Regions from separate parts of the Nomascus leucogenys genome. Here region 2 is linked to region 1. A link is a contact called in public Hi-C data. All regions are on one chromosome and are shown on one strand. Each heading gives the region's core, a stretch centred on a gene start, on an enhancer-like site or on the middle of the called end of the contact. The rest is flanking DNA. Distances are from core to core; before and after follow the strand shown.

The links. Hi-C and Micro-C count contacts between places; a contact is called where the count stands out from the background.
Region 2: a Hi-C map of a lymphoblastoid cell line shows a contact between it and region 1, with 6 times the contacts expected there. The contact joins the promoter of ATG16L1 here to the promoter of INPP5D in region 1. A contact is called at or near these places in 2 of 4 Hi-C or Micro-C datasets (both in a lymphoblastoid cell line).

Annotation. Positions count from the first base shown.
Region 1 is chr22a:133,608,683-133,612,656 of Asia_NLE_v1, reverse strand. It overlaps INPP5D (phosphatidylinositol 3,4,5-trisphosphate 5-phosphatase 1), which reads right to left and starts at 2,258. Exons shown (of 27, transcript XM_030802963.1): 1 at 1,624-2,258. The coding sequence starts at 1,757.
Region 2 is chr22a:133,801,964-133,805,937 of Asia_NLE_v1, reverse strand. It overlaps ATG16L1 (autophagy-related protein 16-1), which reads right to left and starts at 1,807. Exons shown (of 19, transcript XM_030803609.1): 1 at 1,426-1,807. The coding sequence starts at 1,540.

The DNA.
Region 1 (3,974 bases), core at 1,009-3,508:
GGGCTGCGGCGAAGGTTAATGAGATGGGGCCCTGGAAGCCCTCGGCTCAGCCAACACCAAACAGCCAGGACAAGATCCCGCTGGGCCAGGAGAGAAATCCAAGTAATCCACATGGGCCGGGTGGAGTCAGACTGGGTTTGTGAGACGCCTAAGAGAATCTTACTGCCCCTTCTAAGGCCCCAGCAGCAGCAGGTCCCCATTGGGGAAGTCCAGGCAGCCTGGGCCTGCGTTCCTTCCCCTGAGGCATGAGAGAGGGGCACAGGAAACCAGTCTTTGGAGGTGGGGCTGCAGACTGTCAGCACAGGCCAGCGACCAGCCGTGAGCCTGGCTTGGTTTCCAGTGCCCCAGCTGACCCTGCAAACACTGTGGCTCCCCTTGCTTCTTTCTCCAGCCCCGCAAGGCTACAGGCATGCCCCGCTGGACTGGGAGCAGGAGAGGTTGGGCCACAGGCTGCTGCTCTCAGCTGCAGCCTCTGGGGGCACATGGCCGTGGCTTTGACTGTTGTCACTCACTTAACCTGCCAGGACCTCAGATTTCTCATTTGCAAAGTGGGGCTTTTAACAGGACCTTCACTTTAGGTTGTGGTGAGGGTGAAATGGGCTAACAAATGCTTAGCATGGCAGGTCCCAGCTGTGAGTCAGTATTCAAAACAGGTCTGGGTTCATCACCCACTTCCCCTCCTGCCTGGAGAAGGGCAAGGCCCTGGCTGCTCGGGGGAACATTTCTGCCAGCCCAGGGATGCTACTTGAGATATTCAGGTGGACACACCCTTCCCTGACTACACCCTGGCACTGCCTGCGGCCCCGGCAAAATGATTAGACCAAGAGCTACAGGGCAAGGGCCTCCTTCAGACACTGGACAGGAAGGGGGTTTTAGAAAGGAACCTTCAGCAAGTGGCTGGCTCCTCCATTGTTGGCACAGCTGGCACATTCAGTAACATCCCCAACCGGGCAGTGGGAGGAGTTGATGGTGACAGAGACCCAAATTGAGGGGGTGGGGGGTGGGCAGCGGTCACAGCCGAGTGCTCAGGAGAGAGAAAAGGCTGCTCGCTGCTGGTAACGGTGACTTCCTCTGCTCTCAGGCCCCTGAAAGCAGCTTCTGAGTGAACGGAAAGTCCTTTCTTGATTAAACTCGCCCCATATTCTTGGCTCGCCAAACAACAGCTGCTTCCACGGGCCCGAAGCCTGGGTGCTCCAGGAAGGGTCCCCCTTGCCACCTTTGCTCTTCTCAGGGTTTCTGAGCTGGGCATCTTTGAGCTGATCTCTAACACACCCACCTCCACGGAGTCCTGAGCCTCCTCCTGGCTCAAAAAGCCCAAACTCCCTTCTCTCGGTCCCCAGACTCCAAGGAAGCCACAAGGTCCACACAGCTCATGGGAAGCTGGGTTGTAAGATCAGGCCTCAGAGTGGTTCTGACAGCTCCAAGGCTGCAAAACCTGCCACGAGACCAGCTCTCTGAACTCCAAGGCCAAGGTCCAAGGACAAGGTCCATGACAGGGTGGTGGGGAAGTGTGCATGTCAGATCACTCTGTCCTGTGACATAAGAACAACCCATCTCAATGCTGGGCCCCCTCTAAGCTCCTCTGTCATCTCTGTGCCTGGGGAGGGAGCATGTTGTACTCACAGCACGCAGAGCGCGTATGCCCGGGAGATGGACTCGCTGGCACGCACGAGGAAGCTCCCGTCCTTGCCCGTCCTGGAGAGCAGCTCCTCCGCCTTGGAGCGAGTGATGTTGCCGTGGTTCCAGCAGGGGACCATGGTGGGCGTGGGCCTCCTCGGCCGGGCCGGCGGGCACCCCGAGGACCCACACACCACCGAGGGGAGCGGAGGCCCCTCCGCTGCAACCTGCTGCCTGTTGCCTCTTGGTGGCCTTGGCTGCTGCCACCAGCTTAACTGACTGACTTCCTGTTTCAGGCGCTCAGCGAGGGAAAGGAAACTGAGCTGCGGAGAACTTCCTCATTACAGAAACCAAGCGAGAGAGAGAGCGTGGTGGGGGGGCCCTGGCCGTCCAGCGTCCCCCACACCCTGCCACAGCTGCCGCGGCTCCCTCGCCTGCCCTCTCCTTCCTGGGAACAGGTCGCAGACTACAATTGAAGTGTCCAGTGGCAGCTGAAGTCCCCTGGGTGGAATGACCGGCTCCAGAGACGTCAGGAGAGTTGTGGCCACTTCTGAAGACGCGTGGCCTAGCAGGCATGGGTGGGCCCCAGGAGTAGTTCTTCTGCGGCCGTGCTGACGCCCACGTGGGATGCCACACTCTAGACAGGCCCCCGAGCCTTCTGCTCTCCCCCAGGGCTTTTCAACACCCACCCTGAACCTCCAAAACACCCAAGGGGGCACAGCTTCTCAACTGGGACTACGGCCTGCCCAGGACAGAGCAAACTTGAGGGGGAGGGGACAGTCGAGCCCCACCCCTCCCCCTTAGAGACTCCCAGCGGCCTGGGTGCTGGGAGACCTTGGCCGCCACCAGCCAAGGGCACCAAGGTCCAAGTGATGGCTCTGTGACCCCATTACGCTCATTCCCAGGGGCAGGTGGGTGCTGCACGGGCAGCACAGCTCTGATCCCTGCAGTCCAGCTTGGAGACACACAAAGGGAGCTCGGAGCGGATGTGGACCGTTTACAGCGGGAACATAGGCTGGGTTTGTCCCTGGGCTTCTCCAGGATGCTGGGGAAACAAGCTCGGAGAGGAGAACCCCAAAGCCCCACAGGGCAGGCTGGCCGCCTGGCCAAGCACAACACTGGGTGCTGAGTCCTGCATCTCAGCAGTCAGGGCGGCCGGTGGGACTGCACCGCCTCCAAGGCTGGGCATGGCCACGTTTGCCCACCACTCAAAGAGGAGCTGCCTCTCCAGGGACCGCCATCCAGGACCAGTCATTTCTGAGGGCTCTGCGGTGGACGCCCATCCCTCAGCCCCCAGACCTGGGCACCCTCCGTCTTTGGGTCAGGCTCACCAAGGCTGAAGGGGCACGTGTTGACCCGCTGCACAAAGAGTGCCCCCACCATCCCACATCCAGGCCTTGCCCTCCAGGACATGACAACAGACCCCCTCCAGGAAGGGGCACCAGCCAGGCAGCGCCACCACATTCAAGCTGTGGGAACGTGGTCAAGTTTCTTCTCTCTCTCAGCCTTGGTTTCTTCTTGTCTAACTTGAAGGACGCAGCTCATAAAGGAGCTCACATGTGCCCAGGGGCTCAACATGCGTCACACTGATGGTTGTCCCAGAACAGGGCCCCCAGCACTTCCCGGCTGAGCAACACGCAATGGCAGGTGAGTCTGTAGGGCAGAAAAAGCACTCCCAGTCAAGGACCTCTGGCCAGGCCTGGAGCCAGGCGTGGGGACACATTGGTGATGGGAACTGGCCTCCACACTCCGGCCCTCCTGGAGCACGCCACCTCTGCAGCAGCCCAGCGTGGAGGCCTCCACTCAGCACCTGTCCACCCCCTCTTTATGGGGCCATCTCCTATGCCCCCACTGTGCACCTTCGCACCCTCCTCGCTTCCCTGCCGGCCTCCACTAACATCCATGAAGCCCCAGACCACGCCACCACGAGGATCCATTTGCAATACTGGTCCCTTTACATCTCCACCCACTCATCTCTAGAGACCCCTACCATGCCAAGACTGCTCTACTCAGAGAGCTCCCCCAAACCCCCAGCCCCGCACCTCTCACACCTCTATTCCCACGGTCCTTGCAATTCCACAGAGTGAGATCCCCTGGCACACTCGCCACACAGGCACGCTCCCCTCATTTTTAAGACCCATCCCATCTTTGCTTCCTTTTCTACCCAATTGCCTGATCTATCCAGCGTGGTCAGCTGGCTTGTCCCCCACCCTTCTGCCCTCCAGAAAATCCCAGTATCTAGATCAGGGCTGCCCTTTTGGTGGGTGGATTTTTTCTTTTGTAGGTCTCCAGTCAATATAAATAATTTTAACATATTACAAAATTAACCAACTCATGTGAGGGATAGTGATTTATCA
Region 2 (3,974 bases), core at 558-3,057, 190 kb before region 1:
AAAAAAAATCCCAGTCCCACCATTAACCTGCTGTGCAACCTCAGAAGTTACCTAATCTCTCTTGGCCTCAGTCCCATGTGTGAAAATGGCAATAACAGTTCCTGCTTCATACATAGAATTTTGGGAAAGATAAAATGAAATAAGACATGAAAATACTTAGCTCAGTACTAAAATTTGTCTGCACAGTAGAGTCATTTGGGAAGCATCAAAAAACACTGATAACTTGGCATGCAGTTCTAGGCTTAATCTCTCTCTCTCTCACACACACACACACACACACACTGATACTTGTGTCCTAACTTCATATATTGTGATTTAGTTGGTCTGGGGTGTGGCTTGGGATTTGTAATTTTTAAAAAATCCATAGGTGATTCTAATATGCAGCTAAGTTTGAGAACTACTGATTTTGCACAATCAGAATGCAATAAAAGGCAGCAATTATTATTTTGAATCTCATCATCAGCATAACTTGAGAAAGTTGTCAGGGTTACTTTCAGGGGCAGCCGGAACCACCTTAGGACCATTACAATTTAGGTAAAGGTGCAGACATTTTTGTACCCTTAAGCTGCAAGCAGTAAGGGGAAAGAAAACCACCTCTTTCATACTGAAGATTTCAGTAACAGTAAAGGTTCTGTCCCGCCTAAAAGATATTAAGATATTAACACCAAGGTGGGGCCAGGCTCGGTGGCTCACGCCTATAATCCCAGCACTTTGGGAGGCCGAGGTGGGAAGATCGCTTGAGCCCAGGAGTTGGAGACCAGCCTGGGAAACAGTGAGACCTCGTTCCAAAATTTTCTTTTTTTTTTTTTTTTTTTAATTAGCCGAGCGTCTGGGCGCGCGTCTGTAATCCCAGCTACTGGGGAGGCTTAGGTGGGAGGATCACTTGAGCCTGGGAGTTTGAGGCTGCAGTGAGCCGTGATCTCCGCCACTGCACTCCAGCCTCGGCGACACAGCGAGACCCTGACCCCCTATCCCCCTTTCCCCGCAAAAAAACCCACCAAGGTGGAGTAAGGGAAGTAAGTTTGAGGAATCAAAGGCCACCCGTTCCAGTGCACTGAGAAGGCAATGTTAATTCGGCGACTTAAAGTCAACGACCGTTTCATTAACATGACCCCATAGATGGGATGTTTCTGGGACCTATTTAAGTGCGTAAGCATTGTATGAGCTGCTAGGATTTACAAATACAATCACGAACTGTGCCTCCCCACAAAGATCGTACAATTTAGTAGGGAAAATCCTCCAAAAATAAAACGCAGGTTAGAAAAAACATTTAAAAGGCGTGCGGCGTCCCAAGAGCGGGGCACCCGGGGCGGCCGCCATGCGTGCGGGCGGCGCTGGGGACTCGGCCTCAGGTTCCCGCTGGCGCCCCGCATGCCTCCACGGGGCCCGCCCGCCCCGCTCCCGGCCCGCACCGGCGCCGCTCACACTGCAAAATGATCTCTTCGAACGCCTGTCTCTGCAGCCGGTCCCGGCGCCTCAGTTGCTCCGAGATGTGGCGCTTCCAGCGGGGGAAGTCAGCGGCGCGGAGGCCCGACGACATGTCGCTTGCTGCCCCGGCACCTCAGCGCCACCGATGAGAGTGGGGGCTGGCGGCCGCAGCCTGCAGCATGAGGCAACCAGCAGACGCGGGAATGCCGGCAATCCCGGAGCTCACCTCCACACACTGGCCGTCCCCTAGGCCATCCGGGACGGTCTTCCGGCTCCTGCCGGAAATGGTTTTCAAGAGGGCCGGAAGACCCTCCCCCTCACCCAGCGTATTACGCCGCATGGGCTCAGGGGCCGGTGCCTACGCAGGGCGCTCGCTAGTGACGCCAGCCTGTAGCCGGAAGCGTCAGCGGCAGAGAGGCGGCCGCTTGGGGGCGTGCGGGCCCTGCGCAAGGCCCAGCTCGCGGCGGGAAGGAGGCAGGAAAGGGGCCTCTTCCGCCTGACTGCTTACTTTTCTTTGGCTGCTTTTCAACCCTTTTCGTGTTTTCTTTCTTGGCCTGTCTCCCGCAACTTTTTTTTTTTAATCGCAGTTTAGGAACAAATGGGGTTCCCTCCATAGTAGCTCTGTGGCTGTGGATGAGTGACAAGCTCCCTAGGCCTCAGTTGTCTAATCTGTAAAATGGGGACAGTAGTGATACCTACCTCAGAAGGTTGTCACGAATAGTAAAAAGAAAAACCTATGTAATGCAGTCAGCACTGTGCTTGGTACAGGGGAAACCTAAGTTTACAAAGACACCTGGTGTCTTCCCAAGGCCTACCCTGACAGCAGGAGCATTGCCATCTTGGCCAACTGCCACCATTATAAGTTCCCCTTGATTAAAAAACCGTCCAAATCCAACCCAAAAACATCAGCCTAATGGCTGTCAGCATAACCAGAAACATTCCAACTCTAAGATAAACCCACTTCCAACCAGAAACATGCCCACCCGGAGATAGCCTCCCCTCTGACCAGAGACTTTCCAACCCCACAATAAACTTTCCCTCATATAGAAACATTACGAACCTGCAATAAGCTCACCGCTTCGTGAACCCTTAAACACCCTTAGTGTGTAAGAGAAAACGCTCCTGACCAAAAAAAAAAATCGACAAGAAGCCCCTCTCGGGTGTATTCTCCAAAATAAACCTGTCTTTGTTAAGCTGCTTTTCATGTTTCTTTCTTGTTTCTTAACTCTTACATACCCAAAGTCAGTGTGCTTTGGCAAGAGTGTCCCACTGAACTTGGAAACAGGTTTTGTGGTTTGTTTGGGTTTTTTGTTTTTGTTTGCAGTGGAGAAGAGGACTGGAAACAGGAGCTAAGAAAGATGTGAATCATGTATCAGAGTTTGTCTTCATCGTTAGAATCCTAGAAATTGTGGCCTGACAATAAATGGAGCCTTAGAAGGTAATCTAAGGCTGTAGATGTTGAAAGGGGGAGATGAAGACACACTGGCTCCTGAGAAAGTTGTGTCTGTGAACAAGCTCAGTAGAATGGAAAACCCAGTTCTGTAATAGAGTTGCTGGAGCTCCATCTGCCTTTAACAATTAGTAAATTTACTGCATGAAAATGGAACCAGACAAAGTAGGTGGCCAAAAGAGAGGAAAGGAATATCAGAAACTACCTTCTCTTCCAGTGTGTCTCAAGTCCAGAGGAAGGTACTTCAGAGACAGATAAGAAGAACTTAGGCTGAGGAGAGGAGGACAGTCAGGCTTCTAGCACTGCTGTTAAAGATGTTTCACTGGTAGTCAGTATTGAGTGGACTTGAAGTCGTTGGAAGGATCCAATGGGATCAGAAATAGAAGTGACTTCCTCACGCACTGAAGAAAATGAAAAAATTCTGAAAGTGACCGAGAATGCCTTCAAATGCAGCAGTGGCACCACCCTTAAAAGACCATTACACCAAATCTTGACAGTTGAGCATGTTAATTTTCAACATTTATGATTAAAATATGTTTCCAAGGCTGGGCATGGTGGCTCACACCTGTAATCCCAGCACTTTGGGAGGCCAAGGTGAGAGGATCACTTGAGCTCAGGAATTTGAGACCGACCAGCCTGGGCAACATAATGCAATTCTGTCTCTACAAAAATACAAAAAATTAGTTGAGTGTGGTGGCATGTGCCTGTAATCCTAGCTACTGGGATGGGGCTGAGGTGGGAGGATTGCTGGAGCCTAGGAGGTCAAGGCTGCAGTGAGCTGTGATTGCACCACTGCGTTCCAGCAGCCTGGTCAACAGAGCGAGACCGTGACTCACTCTCTCTCTATATATATAAATATGTTTACAAATTTGCAGTTTGCCTAACCAGCAATTCCACTTGCAGGAATTTATGCCAAGAAATACTTGGACACATGTCCACATACAAAAATCTCTGTTGCAGCATTGTTTTTAGGTTGGTGTAAAACTAATTGCAGTTTATAATAATGGTGAGAAGTTGGAGAAAAAAATCTACATTTCCAACAATAAGAGATTGGTTAAATTACTGTACATTTATTGCTGGAAATTGTTGATAGTAA